Linked DNA regions of Sus scrofa: all the other regions are linked to region 2. Evidence: chromatin contacts called from public Hi-C and HiChIP or PLAC-seq data. All regions are on one chromosome and are shown on one strand. The core of a region is the stretch at or near the end of the contact, and the rest is flanking DNA. Distances in the headings are between cores, read along the strand shown. Region 1 has its middle 96 kb from the start of ADRB2. Region 2 has its middle 67 kb from the start of ADRB2. Region 3 has its middle 97 kb from the start of SH3TC2.

What was found. Hi-C and Micro-C count contacts between places; a contact is called where the count stands out from the background. HiChIP or PLAC-seq counts read pairs in DNA pulled down with a chosen protein or histone mark.
Region 1: a contact with region 2 is called in a Hi-C map of skeletal muscle, with 4 times the contacts expected there. The contact joins two enhancer-like sites. A contact is called at or near these places in 1 of 5 promoter capture datasets (liver), 26 of 47 Hi-C or Micro-C datasets (alveolar macrophages, blood, brain and 14 more) and 2 of 2 datasets of contacts at active chromatin or transcription factors (alveolar macrophages and skeletal muscle).
Region 3: an H3K27ac HiChIP or PLAC-seq map of skeletal muscle shows a contact between it and region 2. The contact joins two enhancer-like sites. A contact is called at or near these places in 4 of 47 Hi-C or Micro-C datasets (retroperitoneal adipose tissue, skeletal muscle and subcutaneous adipose tissue) and 2 of 2 datasets of contacts at active chromatin or transcription factors (alveolar macrophages and skeletal muscle).

The regions. Positions count from the first base shown.
Region 1 is chr2:150,127,182-150,131,562 of Sscrofa11.1, forward strand. No RefSeq gene overlaps it. Among named protein-coding and RNA genes, the nearest start is that of ADRB2, 96 kb to the left of the region's middle. Within about 2 kb of position 2,415, at least 1 of the 83 cell types and tissues checked has an H3K27ac peak or open chromatin away from gene starts, as enhancers often do. A contact at or near this core is called in skeletal muscle, where this site is marked.
Region 2 is chr2:149,964,978-149,969,368 of Sscrofa11.1, forward strand. No RefSeq gene overlaps it. Among named protein-coding and RNA genes, the nearest start is that of ADRB2, 67 kb to the right of the region's middle. Within about 2 kb of position 1,519, at least 7 of the 83 cell types and tissues checked have an H3K27ac peak or open chromatin away from gene starts, as enhancers often do. A contact at or near this core is called in alveolar macrophages, retroperitoneal adipose tissue and skeletal muscle, where this site is marked.
Region 3 is chr2:150,148,595-150,153,459 of Sscrofa11.1, forward strand. No RefSeq gene overlaps it. Among named protein-coding and RNA genes, the nearest start is that of SH3TC2, 97 kb to the right of the region's middle. Within about 2 kb of position 3,222, at least 41 of the 83 cell types and tissues checked have an H3K27ac peak or open chromatin away from gene starts, as enhancers often do. A contact at or near this core is called in alveolar macrophages, retroperitoneal adipose tissue and skeletal muscle, where this site is marked.

The DNA of each region.
Region 1 (4,381 bases), core at 1,165-3,664, 160 kb after region 2:
CAAGCTAGGGTGGGGCCACCTGGCAGCAGCAGGGGCTTGAACATCTTTGCAGGACAATGCCTGTAGCCTTTGTCACCAAATCAGACGACTCCATAGGAGCACAGGATGACAGACCTTTCAGGTTGGAAAGTACATTCTCCTACCTTGTCTATTTTTGCTGTTAAGTATATGGAGCTTATGCATATGGAAGTTCCCAGGCTAGGGGTCCAATTGGAGCTACAAGCTGCCGGCCTACGCCAGAGCCACAGCAACGCGGGATCCTTAACCCACTGAGCAAGGCCGGGATCAAACCGCGTCCTCATGGTTCCTAGTCGGATTTGTTTCCACTGCGCCAGGACGGGAACTCCTCATTAGCTTTTTAAAATGACTTCACATTTTTCTTCAGGAAAGTTTAGTTTTTAAAGGACATTTAAAAAATCACTCTCCGTGGTATAAACCTCTAGTACTCACCCCTTTCAGGCCTCCTCTTTCCAGGCAGGAGGGAAGATTATAACCCCATCGCCTCCTGGGCCTCCAGGCACAGGGCCTTGGTCTGGGTGCAGTCTCCCAACGGTCTGGCCAATGGACTGTGCAGGAATTATTCAATCAAGCAATGAGGACAATTCAACAAATTGTTCTATTTACTAAAACCACAAAACTTCCTCTACGTTTTCTGCACTTTTATACACTCTCTAGATAGATCCACAACGCATCGATTTGAGGGACGCCCGAAAGGATTCGCGGGAAGCGGCGCAGCGCGGCCCTCCGGGGAAGCACGTGGCGTAGAGATGGGGAAGGGAAGACGCGGGAACAGGGGCTTGCAGTTGCCTGAATAATTTTAAATTTTCACAAGAAAAGATGTTTCTGGGTGACTTATGCAAGTAAAAATTAATTTTAAGGTGATGGGCCAAAAAAGGAAATAGAACTGAGACGTCACCCTGGAGCTACGCTGTGAAGCATGCGACAGGCCACGCTGAGATCTGACCTGGTGCTGCCGGCAGCAGAAGCCAGGGAAGACGAGCGAGCGGGGAGACGTGACCAGGCCCCTCCAGGCCCGTCCCTCCTCCCCCAGGTGGGTGCAGGGAGGGGCGTCTGCCGCGGAGCGAGCGCCCCGACGAGTTCCTGCCGCCCTTCCCGCTTCCCCCCCGGCCACGTGGCATTTCCCACTCTCAGGAGCACCCGAGCTCCTTCTGCCTCAAGGCTTCCATGCGTGCTGGTCCTCACACCCACTGCTCCTGCTTCCTCCCCTTCGCATCCCTCAGCGCTGAGCCTAAATACTGGCCGCTCGGGACACCTTCCGTCACCTGTCCCCAGTGTCCCCACGTGTCACTCCCCAGCTCGCTGTGCGTCTCTGTCAAAGCCTCCTGCTGGTTTGCTTTAGGATACTTACACAACGTATAATCGCACATAATGGGCTTTATCTGTCTCCTTCACCTATTTATTCTTTTTCTCTGCCACTCACAGCATAGAAACTTCACAAAGGAGAGGAGAGAATGCCTTGTGTTCACGGCTCTTCCTCCATCACCCAGCAGAGCTGCCACACAAAGTGGAGTTAGAATTAGCTGTAGCTGGAGTTCCGGTCGTGGCACAGCAGAAACGAATCCAACTAGGAACCATGAGGTTGCAGGTTCGATCCCTGGCCTCGCTGAGTGGGTTCAGGATCCAGCGTTGCCATGAGCTGTGGTGTAGGCTGCAGACGAGGCTCGGACCTGGCATTGCTGGGGCTCTGGCGTAGGCCAGTGGCTATAGCTCCAATTCGACCCCTAGCCTGGGAACCTCCATATGCTGCAGGTGCGGCCCTAAAAGGACAAAAGAAAAAAAATTAAATAAAATAGGCTTAAAACAAAAAGAATCAGCTGCAGTAATAACAACAATAGTAACAGCTACGACTGGCTACTCCTTACGGAGCACTGCCTCTGGGTCAGGCAGGTGCTTACATGCTTTACCACCTATGAGCTGATTTTAAACATCGTAATAACCTTTCTGAGGAGGCATTAGTATGGTCCCCACTTTACAGATGAAGAAACTGAGGCATAAGAGAGATCAAGAAATGTGCCCAAGACCACACGGCTGGTAAGAATCAGAGCTGGGAGTTCCAGTCTTCAGTGCCCCGCACCACGTTCTGAATGATGGAAGAACGAGCCACACGACGCTGCTTCGCGCTGTCCGGATGTCCTTTTCCTCCGAGCACAAAGAGCGTATCTGCCTTAGAATAAAGGAGAATGACTGGCCCAATCACCTCTTCGACAGCGGGAGTATCTGCAGGGAGATGGTGGCCCAGGAGGAGGCAGCTCTTTTCCACCGAGGGTCAGGGAGTGGTGCTTCGCGTGGCAGGGCTGAGGGCAGCGCTGCAGACGAGGCGCTGGGTGTGCTGGCAGAGACGTGGGACGCTCGTCCAGCTCCAGACCGCGTGACCTGGACAACACTCCCCGCCAAGGCGGTTGCAGCCAGAGCTCCGGGAAAGGAGTTCTGGGAGCAGCAAAGAACGGGCCGCCCAAGACGGTGCCAAGGAGGTAAGGGAAACCAGCCTCTGAGCGGGTGAGGGAGATTTCTGTTCTGTTCTGGCCTGGCCTTTAGAGGCAGGACCTTCCTGGAAGCCACACCTCACCAAGTCCTGCTGCGTGGATCCTAACAGCTGGCAGCCATGACTCTGTGTACGCAGCCGTCGAGAAGGAAGATAATCATGGTACAGGCAGCTAAATTCCGTGTGTTCTCATAATGTGCCAGGAACTGTGCGACGGGCTTTAGACAAATTAGCTCCTTGAATTCCCATAGCAATCTTGGAGATTCCTCCAACCTTCATTTTGCCAATAAACGTTTACCAAGCTCCTGCTATGTTGATGAAGGAAATTCTATTCTTAACGCTGTTTTGCAGATGAGGACAGAGTCTTGGAGAGATTAACTAATCTGCCCCAGTTAGATACTGGCTGCGTTAAAACTGGAACTCAGGTCTGCCCAACACTAAAAACCTCCTTCTTAACCTCTATTCTGAATGGCCCCCTAATTTTAAAGCCATCATTTGTTTCTGCCTATGTGTAAAGTACTGCACTATAACCATTAGGAGGAGTTATTCAGTGAGATAACATTCTTGATATTATCTCAATACACATAAACGGTCAGTACATATCAGCTAATGTTATCCTACATATTACATGCTTATACGCATGATGATTCGTTACATGCGTCAACTTGGCCAGGCCATCGTGCCGGGAATTTGGTCAGACACAACTGGATATTGCTGCGAAGGTACTTGTAGGGTAAATTAACATTTAAATCAGTTGATCTGAGTAAATCACATGACCCTCCGTAACATGGGCAGAACTCATCGAGTCACTTCAAGAACAGAATAGAAAATGACTGTTCTCTCCCAGAGAAGAGCGAACGCTACCCCCAGACTCCTCCGCGTCCCGGCAGTACCAGCAGCTCTCTCCTAGGGCCTCATCTGCCGGCCTATCCTGCAGATGTGGTATTTGGCAACCTCTACCGTCACATGAACTAATTCCTTACAGTAAAGGCCTAAGTACAAACACTGCAAATCAACTATAATTTTAAAAATTAAGTGCATACGTAATCCAGGTGTATGTTCTGTCTACGTGTACACACGCACACCTGTCATGTATCTGCCATATGCACATCCTACTGCTACGGTTTCTCTGGAGAAGCCTGACCACCAGACACAGAGTAATGGCAATAATCAGAGAAGCAGACCAAAGCCGGGCGAGTTCATGTGAGACGAATTCAAACTCCCCCAATCCTTCCAGAAATCTAGATCCTAATGACGAAAACAGCCTACAACCGTCAGAATCCTCTCCACTTACGGGAAAAGAGCGGATCTTGCTAATTTGGTTGGAAACTAATTAGAGATTAATGGTCGTCCTGCCCGTCGTTCCTCCCTCCAGGCCTGTTTCCCATCCACAAAATGAGGACCAGGTGACAGTTCGTGACAACGGCAGAAACAAAGGGCAGATCCTCCCACGCCGCCCCATAACTCCGTGCGGGCGCAGCGCCGTGCTGCAGGAGAGCCCCGCCTGGCAGCCGAAACCCCCGGGGTTGGTTCCCAGGTCACCATCCGCCAGCCTGGTCACGGGGGCAGACCTCCCTCACAGCCCCCGCTCCAGCTCCCTCCTTCCCAAACAGTGATGACAATGACGACTGAGGGAGACTGCAAACTCAACACTCACGAATGGCAGGTTGTCCCTGACACGGAACAGCTGGCTGCTGAGCAAACGCGAACAGTTTCTGAACTCGGCGTCAGAGCAGGGTCAGCCCTGCACAGCTCTCCAGGGTCAGGTGGCCGGCATGGTTGACGCTCACCACTCACGAGCCTTGTCACTGCTGACAGGGGGCCCGAATCGGTCATACAGTCCCTTCAGTGGTGGATTTTCAGCTCTCGGTCTCACGT
Region 2 (4,391 bases), core at 269-2,768:
CATAATACCAGGGTGGTAGCGAAGACAACTTTTCAAAACGCCAAGGACTGGCTTCTTCACCCAGCCAGAGTCACACTTCACAGAACGCATCTCAAGGCAGCCTGTACAGAGGTAACTGTAATTGTTCACACGCGATTCTGTCCTTCGAGCTGGATGCCTCCACCCAGATGTTGCGCAGCCACTCCCAGCTGGCAGGTCCCAGACTGAACGGGGATCCTCCAGCCAGCCCAACCCCCACCCTCTGAAAATGAATGGCACGGCCGCTGACCCGGTCGCCCAAGCCCGAAACCTCTGTTCCCCTTTGCTCCCTCCCCTTTCACAACCCATTCCACCGGCGAGCCTCTGAAGTCTGCCTCCCTAAAAGCTCCATGCCTTCCCCTTTCCCTCCAACGCTCCTGCCCCTTCTCTGTCGGGCCACCCATACCCTGGCCGACCACTGGAAAAGATTTCCGAGTGGTCTGAGACGCTCTTTCCTTCTGGGTTTTGGTTCCTCCCCTCATTGCTTCCTGCCTGGAAGCCCAGGAGCGCTGCTGCTGCCACCACCTGGGCTTGACTGCACGTGACGCTGTGGTCCTCTCTGTCGATAAAACTCACCTAGATGGTTCCAATGTAAGGTTCCTCTGTTGCCCACTGGGACCCTAACCCTCTGCCACCACCCCATGAGCACTGCACTCCAGTAAGGGGGACCCTGTGAGCGCCCCCTCCCTCGCCTCCTCTCCCAGACGTGTGTCACGCAGCCTGGCGGGGAGGACGGAGGAAGCTGAGCAGCCCTGGTGGCGAGGCCAGCTTTGACTTCAGGAAGCCTGAGGACGTGTGGGGAGAGGGGTGTCCCGGCCCCAAGTGTTGAAACGCTTTTTAGAATGAGGGCGAACTCCTCTTTGTCCCTTGCTGGGGCCCTGAGGGCTGGTGCTGGAGCAGGAGGAAGAACACGGCTGCCCACCCTCTAGGCCTCTGGTGCCAGACGTAATTACGCTTCTAACCACACACTGGCTTGGTCACCACAGACCTTTCTTTGGTAATGGGTATCTTCTCTTTATTGAGTCTCTTACTAAAGCTCCGCCTTGAATGCTTGTGGGCGGGCAGTTCTCGGGCAGCTCGGGGTTGCTGCCACCTGCAGGCAAGACAGGTGAGAGAAGCAGGACTCACAGGGGACCCTCTGCACCTGAGAATGTCGTATTTGTGTAGCGCATTTAACAAGGGCTCTCGTCTCCAGCAGCTGGCACGTGGCTGTCTTCAGTGACTGTTTCGTAAATGATGGCATGATCTGTAGAGTCATTTTCTCCTTTTTGAATAATCCTATGAAGTAGTCAGAACAGGGACGACCATTCTCACTTTACAGAAAAGGAAACGTGGGCCCAAAGTGGTGGCCCAAAGTAAGTTTCCTGAGGCCACAGAGCTCACATTACAGCAGCTCAAACCAGAAGGCAGACGTGCCAGGCACAGAAACCAGGGCACTGTGAGAGGAGACTGGCCCACTGTCAGAAAGGAGAAGGGCCCCTGGATGGGGCGGAGGCTGGATCACGTCCCACCTCAACAGGCACGGCCACGGCACAGCTGGGAGCTGCCATGGGGATCAGATGAGTAGGCAGAAGTTCAGGCTGCTGAACGGCTGAGGATTGAGCAAAAGGAAAAAGACCTTCGGGTGCCAAGACTCCAGGGAAGTGTTTGTTGACTTTTTGCTTCATATCAACTACTTCCAACTAGGCTTTGAAGCTAACTTTTTGATATAAGGGCTCCCTGGGGTGGGTGGAGAGTTCAGGACCTTGCTGCCAGGTTCTCGAGGCAACCACAAACCCACAGCAGCTCTAGGAAGATGCCTGAAATACATGGAAAGTGGTGAGGAACTACAGAGAAAACAGAGAGAACTCCCAGGAAAGGGGAGACAGAAAAACAAGAATTTAAAGGGCAAGGCACGAGCTGCCTCAGGGATGGGACACCAGCCATCGGCCTAGTGCCTTCGGGATGCCAAGACTGTCCCATGCAGAACCAACCTAGGAGGGCTCCAAAGGAAGCATCAGCCCTAGCTCTCAGCCACATCTCTTCAAGTGCATCTCTGGGTGGTGAGATCTGCTGAAAACCTCCACGGGAACATTCGCTGCCCTGACTGCGGACCCCTTGCTGCTCATCACCCGACGAAGTCTGCGCCTCTCCAGAGTCCACAGGCACGGCTGAAATTCTCTCTCCCCCTCCAAGTGTCTTCTTGAATCCGGGCATTTGTGCACGTTTCTGCCCCCTTGGCTAACTCCTGTCGATCCTGAGGGTCGAGGGTCAGTGTTACTTTCTCCAGGGTCACCATCTGACCCCATCTCCACTCCCAGAGTAGGTCCGGCCTTCCTTTTATCTGGTCCTGTGAAATCGTGGACTTTTTATGATGGCCACACAGCCAGCTCTGTTAAGGGTATATGCGTTGTATCCTCAGCTACATCACCCACATGAAGCGCAGGTCCTGGCCTCAGGAAGTGTCCATTAAGTCTCTCTTGAGACTGGCTAAGCCTCCACAAATAGAGGGAGGAATACTCAACATCTCTATAAGCACATTCTATCTCTCCGAGCAAGGTGGGAAGGGGAAGGAACTGTGTGTGTGTGTGTGCGTGTGTGTGCGTGTGTAGCTGGGGTGGGGTGAGAGTGGACTTGAACAAAGAGGATTTTCCTAAGGACATAAACCTGGAGAAATAGCTAACCTTTAATCTAGGAGTCACCCAGGAGCACATTATCTCCTTGATAATTGTGCAGTTATAACTGCCTTTTCTGGAAAGAGGGGCCTTCCTGGATGTGCTGGAGAGATTTAAGTAGGAATCAAAACCCACCAAGTGCCTGGTTAGGTCAGAAAAGACATCACCCACAAATGAGTAAGACAGCCCATGCGGGGCCCACAGAGTCACCCCAACTAGAAGTTCCAGCCAATTGCTGACATGCAAGAATGCCCGGCACTGTTGCCAGATCTCATGATTTTGCCAGAGAAGCCAGAAGCTCACGTAGTCTCTGTCTGTGTGCGTAAACATAACCTTGTATTATTTTAAAAAGCAACTTGTATGAGCCCAGAGGTGCCGGTGTTTGACCTCTGCACCAACACGTCTGGCCTCCCATGGGTCTGTTTATCCAAACCTGTGGACACCAAAGCGCCAGAGAACACTCCACAGAAAGTGATCAATACATGAATAACTAAATAAGGACAGACTTGTGTGTGTCAATGACTGGCGACTAGTAGGTGGCCAAAAAATAGCTGCCGAGTGTGAGAAAGAAAATGAATGAGTAATAAATGTATATCTGCAGTTCATGATTTCTACCACTAGGTGGCAGACTTCCGTTTTTTCTGCAGACAGAAGCACCATGTTGGAGATTTGAGGGGCAAGTTTATCTTAAACCAAACAATTCTCTAAAGAAATAACATCTTTTATTAGGCTTGTTTTATGGGCACATCTACAAGCCATGCATACGTAGTTTGAACATCCCGCAAATACCAGTAATTGTTTTTTCATTGTCTTTGCTCTCCCTTCTCACGTCCCACCCCAGTCAGCTCTGGACACAAAGTCATTAGGAGAAGGCGGCTTTCCTTGGTGTGCGTAGTATCGCGGTTAGAATAAATGCCAGGTGGTGGGGCCAGGGCAGGGGCACTGTACCTCCACAAAAGCTCACAGTCTCCTGGGGTAAAGAGACCATGAACGCAGCCTCCGTACAATGCATTTGATAGCCTAACCGTGGCGCATGGGTGCTGCTTCACGGACCTAGGGAAGAGAGACACTCTGGGGGTTGAGGAAGGTGAGTAGCTCCCGGGATGGATGGACTTGGGAGGGTGAGAAGGAGTCCACCAAGGTGCAGAGGAGGAGGAACACTCACCCGGGCATCAAATAACCACTGAGCCACTATCTGTGCGCGCCTGGGGCTCTGCTGGCCACTGGGGATGCAGCAGTGAGAAGAAATCAAGGGCCTTGTCCTCAAGGAACTCACAATGCAGTGGGAGAGACTTTTAATAAGCAGGAGAGGAGGAAACAGGCTTTTTTTTTTTTTTTAAAGTATAGTTTGTGGGAAGAACTAGGAAGGAACGAAGCAGGATGCTATGTCGGAAACAGGAAACAAGAGCCGCACTACATAGGGTGGTTCTCTGAACACTCAGAGGAGGTGGCATGGCAGCTGCAACTGAAGGATGAGAAGCACCAGTCGTAGGAAGAAGATGGTGAGGCTGGAGTGGGGGCCCAGGATGCTTCAGCAGAGCGAATACTCAATGCTCTCTAGGAAGGAGACTTCCAGCCACTGTGAAACCATTTCTGCAAGGTAGGGAAAACTCCCAGTGTGTTTGAGGAACAGCAAAAAAGTTCCTGTTGTATTAAGACGTGCAGTGGAAAGGGGGATTTGCATTTGTGGGAGCTGAGGCCAAAGACGTGGGAGTGCCC
Region 3 (4,865 bases), core at 1,972-4,471, 190 kb after region 2:
TTATGGAGTGAATCCGATGGGGGGGACACAGGAGCTATGTTTTATTCACACTGGGGGGTACACCACGTGCTCTTTCTGCAATAGCTATGGTGCTGCTTATGTAACCGGAAAGTTTTTACGACCAGGCAAACACTTCTGCTTCCATTGACCTCATGCCTGATGTTTCCGCCCTCAGAAGAACTAACAAACGAAACCAAATGGGCTGAGGGAGTAGGATGGCTCCACCTGAAAGTTGGTCTCTGGTCCTCTTACATCACCTCATCCGGGGACCAGGCTTCACTGGAAACATGAGGTGAGGCTACCGAGAAAGCCCAGTCTCTGCTCTCTGTCCCCCTAACTGGTTGCAGAGGCAGCAGTTCCCAACAACTGGAAGCCAGAGCCATCCACAGCTCCGAGGGGAGAAGGGAAGAGAAAACAGAGCTGGACGAGGGTGACTGATGGCTCCCCTGAAACCGGTGGTCTCCTTTGGACCCTGTGAGATGCTCCTGCTGGGCAGGGATCCAGGCCAAGGCATGGTTTCTGTAGAATCTTCTCATCACTAACTCTCCCGGCAGGATCAGCTGTTTGGCTGTGTTTAACTGCCACCCAGCCAAAGCAGCTTGGTGACACGCCCAAACGCCAACCCAGCAAAACATTAGGTCTAGAGCCCGCGCCAAAACTTTTTTAAAGCATAATTTGAACTAAACAGCCAGTCAGTTTAAAAATACTCCAAGCAGAGAGCCAATGGGATTTAAAAACCAGGAAAACTCAAAATAAAATACCTCTTTCCTGGTTCACTCATTCATTATTTAAACCTTGCCTTTCTCCAAGAAGATCTAAGATGTCAAGAGCCACATTATTTTAAAAACTAAAAACAAAAATAGTATTATATGTGTTCTGCAAATGTCAATATCACAAAAATTCAACTTAGTTTAACATTCAAAGCACAAAGCTTGTTTGTCTGTGTGCGCACGCGCATGAGCAGCCACCTGTGACTTCACTACTCCACGGGTCTGAAATGCAGGGGGTCCCTTCTTGCCCCTAAACATAAAAAGACGTCACAATGCACTGTTTTCCACCTGAGTCATGCCTTTGTTCCTTGAGAATCATTTAGTGAAATTCGACCATGGGCCACCCACTGAACCAGATGCTTTGGATACAGTGGCCAAAAGCCACATACACTTATTGTGCACACAAAGCTTACATTTAAGACAGCTGGAGACACATTATGCTCTGGCCTGAAATCACAGCATTCACATCCACGGGCCCACAGAGCTGGAAAGGCACCAAGAGTCATCTAAGCCACAGCGTTTTCCCGAGTGCAGCCACTGAAGTACCATGGCTTTTGCTATATTCCAATACTACATTGTAGGCGCCTTCAAATGTTCTCATCTGCGTAAACGCTTTCATTGTAGGAGAAAACTACATTACTGTCGTAAATGGAAAACCAGGATCAAACTGTCATTTAAAAAAAGGCAACCATAAAAATAAGCAAATGAAAAATAAGCCAACATGATTAACTTCTCACCTGGACGTACGTCCACAGCCTCAGGAAGACTCTGGCCCGAAGCCAGCTCTCACTGTGTAGAAGTCAGAAAGTGCTTAAAGGATGCTAAACACCCATTAACACTCCTGGGGGATGTTCTCCTTTCCTTAGCCAGGAGGATTAAAGGGGAATTAAATTCTGCACAACTGTCTCTTACGTGACTTCACGTTTTTCATGTTGTAATAATCAGTCACAGGATTTAGGAAATCATGTCTAATCCAGCCTCTCATTTTCTAGAGGGAGCTGGGGCCCAGAGATGGGTGGTGAGCAGGCCAAGGATGAACAGCCCTTGAAGGGCAGAGCCAACAACAAACCCCAATTCCCTGCATTTCTGGCCAGACAAGTACGGGGTGAGGATCAAAAACTAACTAACTCAATTCTTACACTTGCTCTTCATCATGATTAAAACCCTCTCGACCCCATCGTACTTTTGGATAGGAAGACATCAAAATCCATCTCAAACCGGCAGACACCGTGACCCCTTTCATTAGCAAATATCAATTTTTTTTCCTTTTATTTTTTTTTTGTTTTCTCTACCCACTCATTTTTCATGTGTTATAGAAGTTATTTTACGGGGGGAAAACTGTAATTGCAATGTATACATGTAAGGATAACCTGACCCCCTTGCTGTACAGTGGGAAAATAAAAAAAAAAAAAGAAGAAGTTATTTTAGCAGAAGTATCCACCAAGACCCCAAACAAAACCTAGAAAGCTTGTAGACACTTCTGCATATCCCACATCCTTGGATAACCTGCTATGATAAGGAATTCAGTGGCGGGGGGGAGCCCAGCCCCACCCCTTAAGGACCCTTTGTCCTATAAAATTCTCAGGGAGCACCCCTGCACTCAGCAGCCCTCACCATACACTGAATGTAACGCTTTAAATCTGGTCTAGGAGAGAGGAGAGAGGAAACCCTCTCACCCACTGAGAAGGTCACCTGCAGTCTGCCTGCCCTGAGTCCACCTCGAAGAGCAGCTCTCGGCAATGGTCCCAGGGAAATCACGGATGTCGGAGACGCGGAAGCCATCCACCCATTAAGGAGAGGGCATTCCAGCGTCCCTCCGTCCTCTGGGAAGACGAGGCCAGGGTTTCAAAGCACCTCTCACGCCCAGGAGAGAGGGAAAGGGGACTATGACAATCCATGAAATCTGGCCACTTTTCCTCTTTCCTTCAAAGCAGGCAAGGAACATTTTAGAAGGACTGAAAGCCACACTTTACGGTGACAACTCCCAAATCCAGCTTTTCCTGGCCTGTGCAGCCTCCTGGGGCAGGCTGTCTCTATCGACCTATGTGAGCAGCACCATACCCCTGTGCCCTTCTGGACCAGCGCCGTGTGAGTGTCCCAAAGCAAACAGAGAAGTGACTCTTGTCCCTAAAGTGGAAAGAGCAGGACTTCCTATGACACAGCTGGCGTTTCCTGAAATAGAACAGGATTTGAGCAAACGGTTTTCACCAGGCAGGCAGGAGGAGCCGAGTGTGGCTTGATGTTAGTGGTGACTCAGACCCTCGCTCCTGGGCACCCGCTCATCCTGGTTGGGTCTGACTTTTCTCCAGTTAACAGGCTCAGCCGCCAGATCCCGTCTGTGCCAGGGCTCATTGTCCTGCCAGCCTATCTGACTTCCCGGGGAGGCCATGCCCCTGTCCTTCCTCTTACGTCATTTACACTCAGTTCCAGTTTCTACTCTGACACTGATTAGGTCTTGATCAACCACTTGTTCACTCGCAAAACACTTCCTGTCTGGCTCTGCGGCCACCTGACAGAGACGGTGGTGTGCGTTGATTTCAACCAGAGGCGGGGCTTCTTCTGGAGCTGTCTTGTTTTGGGGCATATGCCCCCTTGCTATCGGAACAGGTGGGGGACGTGTACTGAGGCTGCTGACTCAGCAAAGATGGCCCTGGACATGCTCCATCTCAGGCTGTCCATCCTGTATCAAACTGGCCCTCCTTCAATCGATATTTTAGTGAGTCCTGCCTATGAACCAAACACTGTGCTGGGGCTACAGACACTTAAAAAAAAAGTCTGGTCCTGATGCCCCGATTGCATTCCCACATGGTAAGAGCTTCACGGAGTTGTTAACAAAGCACCGTGGGCGTCGTGGCGAGGCGGCCCCTCCAGCTCTTCCCCCAGGACCCTTCCCCTCCGCACCGGCTCTGGCCTCGCTGCCCTTCATGTGGTTCATGCACAGCTCTCTGCTCCTTTGAACAGCAGCATCAACATCACCTTAAAGCTCAGAGACACAGGCCCAGGGGGCACATTCCAACCTACCGCAGCAGAATCTGCATTTTAACAAGCTTCCCAGGTGGAATGCATGAATTTTAAAGTTCTGAGATACACTCACGTAAGAGGTTATGAGCCTCTGCCGTGGACTGTTCAGCTGGCATCTGACCCATTGCCCTGCTCTCAGTTTGCTGAGAGTCTATTATGCCACCTGACTAGACGCAGCCCTTCTCACAACTCAGCGGGATACACATTCTCATCAGCAGGTCTGGGTGGGCCCCAGAGTCTGCATTTCACGTCCCCCAGGCGATGCAGCAGGGCTCACGGACCACAGCCCTAAAACCAGGGCGGGAGGAACCCGAGAGATCAAGTACCTGGATGGGCAAAGGCAACACAAGACCATGCACTGAGGGTGACATCCGTGAGGAGAGCCCCTCAGCCACTGCACACCTGGAGGGCGGGCAGCATCTCTGGCCCTGCGTTTCCAGCACCCAGTTCTGTCGTCACAGAGGCGGCCTGTGTCATCACGGAAGAAATGAAGGGGCATCCGTCAGTCCTCGCCTCTCTCCTGCTTACCACTGTCCAGGGGTCCCCATATTTAACAACCCCCACGGGGCCGCCCTGACCTGGGGCCTGCCCGCCTCCCGGACCCCCTTCCTGCTGCTACGCCCACACCAGCCTTTTTTCTGTTTCGCAAACACACCTCAAGCTTTCACCTGCCTTGGGGTCTTGGCACATGCTCTCCCCTCGAGCTGGAATGCCCTTCCTTCAGCTCTTTCCATAGCTGGCTGCTTCTTGTCATTCACGGCTCTGCTCAGATTTCACCTCCTCAGCGAAGCCATCCCTGACCGACCTGTCTAACCTGGTGAATACACACCTCACCCCAAAATTCTCTATCCTGCGTGTTTCTCTTAGCCCTTATCAGCCTGAAAACATTTCCTTTGTTTATTCCTTTTCTCTGATTCTCCTACCGAAGCAAACTTAACGAAAGCAGGGACCTCATCCAGAGCAGACAGTAAACGGGTGTGGGATGAGTGGATAAATGGCCTAACACACACCTTGATTTGCTTCTGGACCTGCAAGGAGAGAGACTAAGCACGATGCGAGGTGAGAAGGGGGAGT